Linked DNA regions of Gossypium arboreum: region 2 is linked to region 1. A link is a contact called in public Hi-C data. All regions are on one chromosome and are shown on one strand. The core of a region is the stretch at or near the end of the contact, and the rest is flanking DNA. Distances in the headings are between cores, read along the strand shown. Region 1 holds the start of LOC108476091 (myosin-binding protein 2). Region 2 overlaps LOC108475989 (putative clathrin assembly protein At2g01600).

Region 1 (2,766 bases), core at 71-2,570:
TACCAGATCTTTCTCTAAGATCACATCATCTTCATTGGTAGCCATTTGATTGCAATCAAAACTAGAAATAAAACATGAAAACTCCTCTTTTCCCAGTTCTCCTCCAACACCCTCACCCTCACCCCCATCCTCATCCTCATCACCATGAGATAAGATCTCAACTCTATTGTTTTCTTCAACCCTTTGTTTATCTTCCTGAAAATCAGCCAAAACATCTGATTTGGCTCCATCTGAAGCATTGCCTTCATCTTCAACATTATCAAATCCTCCATCTTCAGTAATTAAATTACCTTTGTGGGGATAATCCAAAACCTCCCAAGAAGGCTTAATCAAGAGATAAGGAAAGTTCAACTTTTTCTCCAACATGACACCGCAACAAGAACACTTGGAATTCACTTCACTATTTTCCATCACTTTATCGCCACCATCTTGAATCAAACCGACCTGCTTCATCCATGGGAAAAAAGCTAACTTCTTTGACAAGTCACAACAATCCGACCGTGATGAGGACAAGCAATCCTCACACATATCTCGAGACTCGGCTAGTTTCCGATGGGATGAACAATAACCCAGTCTAGAAATCTCGTTGGCATGACCATCGCAAACAAGATCCCTATAAGAATTGTTGTACTTGGATGGGTCAAAGATATGATCAAGCCTAGTACACCAAAGGCAAGGCCTTTGAAGACCGAAGTAATCAGCAAATTTGATGATCAGATAAGAAAAGAGAGAATTGAGAAGGAGAAGAAGGATGAGAACCCATTCCAGCAATGCATATGCAAGAACAAGAGTGACCCTGTTTGTATTATTATGCAACATGGTTGCAAATTTATTTGCAGCCATTAATGGAGTTCTTTGGTTTGTTCTATGTACAGAGAGACTTGGCGAGTCGTGAAAAGGAACAAAAGCAAAACGAAACAAAGAAACAAAGAAAGGGTAGTATTTGTTAGATAAGAACGAGAGGAAGAGGAAGAGGAAGAGAGATTTAAGGGTTTTGAATAAGAAAGAGTAGTATTAGAAGGAAGCAATGAAAGGGCCTTAAAAGGAAATAATAAATGGGCAAACATTTCTCACAATATCCATAAAAATACCTATGATGTTAAAAAAGACTGTAGGCTGAGTATGAGTATGAGAGTTTCCAAGGTATTCAGATCTGAAAACAGATCAACAAGAGAAAGAAGCAAAACAAAATGGTGAATCGGATGACCAGAGTATCAATGTTTGGTCCAGATTCCAATCTTCGACCCCTCAAAAAAAAAAAAAAAGGGTATGTTTGTATGATGTAATTTTCTTTTATTATGTTATTTTGTTTCTAAAAAATTAAAATAAAGTGTAAATTCATTGTGAATAATGTAATCAAAATTGGAAAAAGAAATTAAAATGGAATGGCCCACCAAAGCTTTGTAGCAATGAATTAGTGGACAAGAGTGGGGTCCATTTAGAAGCCATGTTTGTTACCAGATGCTCTTTCTTTCCTTTTTTTACTTATTTTGTTTTGATTTTATTTCATATATTTATCCCTCAGCTCTCAACCAGGTTATTCTTTTTCTTGCATTTAGTATAAGAAGATAAATAAATAAATAAACTATTTTCACTCAATTTTTAGGTAAAATTAGGTAAAAATATCGTTTTAATTGAAAATGAGAGATATGTTTTCTTTTAATTTAAAGAAATTAATTGATTTTTTACAAATAATGAAAGCGCGTTCAAAATATCTCGCATTTTTAAATTTAAGGAAATATGTCAATTTTGTACATGTGGTAAAAGCGCGTCCTACTAGACTTATATTTGCTATGGGGTGCACTTTCCCCTCCCTCCATGCCACATCAACAACCACTACATTAAAAAAAGTTTTGTTAATTTGAAAAATTAAATTTAACTGTTAGATAAAAAAAATGGTTGGATTGAAATTTGAAAAAATTGAAAAAAGTTTAATAATTTTCTAAAAACTCGAGAATTCCAAGATAAAACCTGCAGTTCGTCCCGCCTTTTCCATGAAAAAATTTTCAGGTCATAAGAATACTGATCTGTCGTAATTCGATGTTGCAGATTAATCTAATATCCGCACTTTAGGAGCTTAAAGACAAGCATTTTAATTAAGTTTAATTATGTTTTCTTAAATTTCCGTTAAGTTAATAAAATGTGGCAAATGAGTCTTTTATTGACCTTAGGGGTCAAATGAGGCCTAAGGGTGAGCTAATGAACTTTATAAGTGTGTAGGAGACCATTAAAAGGTATGCCAAATCAATACTGGTCACTACGTTACAACATGGAAGGTTCGATGTCGCAACATAAGGAACAAAATGGAGAAATCATGAAAGTACCTTCGATGTCGCGTCACAGCTTAAGGGTGTCACGACATACCCCTGAAGATACCACAAGGGGAGTATACTGACTCATTTGTCGTGACACAGGTCTTGGTGTGTCGCGACATCAACTCTGGACGAAATTAAGACACGAACCAAGGGGCGTTTTGGTCTGTAAAATCAAACTTAGAGCTCGGGAATGTCAGCTAACTTAGGGTTAAGGAAGACGACCACCTGAGATCTATAAATAGGCTCCTTTCTCATATGGAAAAGACACCATTCACTTAGCCTAGAATTAGTCTTTTAATTTCAGTTTAGTTTTCTCTTTCTTAAGTTAGATTTATTTTCATTCGTTCTTGTTCTATTTTGAGATATATGTATTATGAAGACAATCAAACCTTGTGGATTCGCAATTAATCTTAATACAATCGGACTCTTTCATAAACTCTATATTGTCGAT
Region 2 (2,700 bases), core at 95-2,594, 34 kb after region 1:
TTATAAAACTATTTTTATATTATTATTTTTGAAATTGTAAAAATATAAAATTCCTAGAGAAATATATGTTCAGAATGAACCTAAACAAATGATTGTCTATGTTCATTTAAATTTGGACAATCATTTCTCTAGATTTATTGTGAACATGAAATCAATAAAATAAAATAAAACCTAAAATCAAGAAAAAATTTAAAAATATAAAAATAAAAAGTTGAAAATTAATAAATTATAGGAGTTTGTTTTTGTTTATGGTTATTTTTGAAATTATAAAAAATATAAAATTACTAAAATTCAAAATGAATCTAGAAAAATGGTCACCCATATGCATTATGCATGTAAAATAAAAATAAATAAATATCCTAATTTTTACATTTTTAAATTTTCAAAAAATATTATTATTTTTATTTTGCAACATGTTTTAACATTCTATTGGTTGTCAACCTAAAATTTAATGGTGCTAGTCAAATATCAATAAAAAGTACCAACTTAATTTACTATCTTCAATTTTAGCTACCAGTTAAATTTAAAAATAAATTAAAAACTAAATAATTAGAAATTATAAATTCAAATACTTACGTAAATCAGAAAATTTTTGTAGGAGGTGATAATAAAATTTTAATTTTAATAGTCTATATCTTATAATTTTTAAATGATTAAATTAAATTTTCATAATTTTAGGGGAACTAAAGTGCAAATTTACCTTTACTTATTTAAAATTTTAAAATTTTTAAAATACCCAAACAACGATTTTCCATTTTAAGAATGTAGTAAATATTTTTGTGAAAACATTTAAAAAAATGGTAAATAGAAGGTACAAATGTAAGCATATATTAATTATAAGGTCATCACCATGAATACGATGCACTTGACTTGTGAAATTGAAATTTGCCCTTTAAATTACTAGCAGACTCAGCAAAGCTAAGTCGTACTTTATTTATTTTTTGGTTCAACCAACAAGATATGTGTTCACCGAACAGATCAAATTGAAGTCATTCACTTCCTTCTATTTTTCAACCCAACAAACCAAATAAATTGACAATTAATAAAAAAAAATAAAACAAAAATATATTATTTTAATCATTATATCATTATCCAACTTAACTCAATCCAATACCTAAGTGTCAACTAACAGTTAATTCGAATAGATTCATTGACATTTCAAAAGATGCACATGGCTGGGAATTTTCAAAAATAATTGTAGTGATCATCTAAGATATTATTACATCTTTGAACTACTGACTTTACAACCCCATACAAAATGTAATAAAAGATAGCTGCTGAAAGCCATTCATCGTATGCCTAAAACACAACCTACCCACTCTTTCCATCATCTCATAAAAAGATGCCCAAACTGATCAAACCAACCAAAATCCACAAACCCAACTCTTCACACTTAACATTACAACAGGCCTGTGCTTCCAAATGGATTATTAGCATGTGGTTGACCAACAGGGGCCACTTGGTTCACCGGAAATGCCCCAAACCCTGTATCACCAAATGGATTTGATGGGCTCATCATCAATTGTTGCTGCTGCTGCTGATAAGCAGGTTGGTAAGCACCAAAAGGATTGTTTTGTTGTTGAGCTATTGCTGCCATTTGCACTGCAGGTGGGGGAGCAACGTTATTTGACATGGCAAATGGGTCTTGTACCTCAAATGGATTTGGAGCTGGTGTTCCATATGCAGGATGCTGAGCTCTATATGCTGCTTCATCATATAAACTGTTGAGAGTGAGCGAGTCCAATCCACCAGCCTGAAAATTATCAGCCACAAGTTTAATTAGGTAAGTTTGCTCGGGGTTCAGAAAGTCTTCAATGTATTTACACTCATTTAGTATATAACAATCCAAAAACGCAGGGAGAAATAAAGATGATCACTTCCAGAGAAGTAAAACCAGAACTAACATGCCCTAATTCCAAAATTAACAAATAAGGCTGGAGATAGTAAGGCAGTTCTCAAAAGTTATAAGTGAAGCCTCTCTTTGGCAATATTTCAACCAAATCCTAACCTTTCAACCATCACAAGCCTTGGCCAGTAAAGTGTTATATTCCCCAATCAACAGCAACACATAAGAACAAAATAAGAAGTTAAAGCACAGAAAGCGCATACCAATTGCCTATCAGTAGGTGCAGAAATATCGGTACTTGGTGTGGTGACAAGGGCAAGTTCCCATCCAGTAGGATCAAATTCTACAGGCTGACCAGCACTAGAATTAAATGTTGAAGCAGTACCTGCAAAATAAAACTTTTGCACCTTAGCTAATTGTGGTAATAGCAAAGACCATCAGGACAACCATTAACTAAGGGAGAAAAAGAGAAAGAAAAAGAAACATAATTTACCAGATTCAGTTGGCACTATGGCTAGAGCTAAAGCATTGCTTTCCTCAATTGCTGAGGCATCAGGTGCAGAATAATTCAATCCCTGAACCCACCAATATGCAATAAAAAAAATGAAGTAGAAAAGTAGGATAACATTATGGAACTCCAAAAGAAACATTACCAATAAATCTCCAGTGTCCATGTTGGTCTGAGTTGGGGGAGGGGGAGGGGGAGCAGTCTCAACAGTGAAAGCTGCATTTTCATCAGCAGGAGCAGATGGCTCAGGTTCATCATTGGATAATTTAGTATCTTCAGAAGGGCCTTCCTCAGGTCTGTATGTTAATTGAAGCTGTAAACAATGGACCATTAGTTCTTATAGCAT

The links. Hi-C and Micro-C count contacts between places; a contact is called where the count stands out from the background.
Region 2: a Hi-C map of leaf shows a contact between it and region 1, with 2.5 times the contacts expected there. The contact joins the enhancer-like site here to the promoter of LOC108476091 in region 1. A contact is called at or near these places in 2 of 5 Hi-C or Micro-C datasets (both in leaf).

The regions. Positions count from the first base shown.
Region 1 is chr3:30,931,713-30,934,478 of ASM2569848v2, forward strand. It overlaps LOC108476091 (myosin-binding protein 2), which reads right to left and starts at 1,321. Exons shown (of 3, transcript XM_053025639.1): 1 at 1-1,321. The coding sequence starts at 843.
Region 2 is chr3:30,965,322-30,968,021 of ASM2569848v2, forward strand. LOC108475989 (putative clathrin assembly protein At2g01600) reads right to left here. Exons shown (of 14, transcript XM_053025640.1): 12 at 2,340-2,667; 13 at 2,110-2,231; 14 at 1,133-1,753. The coding sequence ends at 1,400. Among protein-coding and RNA genes, the nearest start is that of LOC108475989, 11 kb to the right of the region's middle. Within about 2 kb of position 1,345, at least 1 of the 2 cell types and tissues checked has an H3K27ac peak or open chromatin away from gene starts, as enhancers often do. A contact at or near this core is called in leaf, where this site is marked.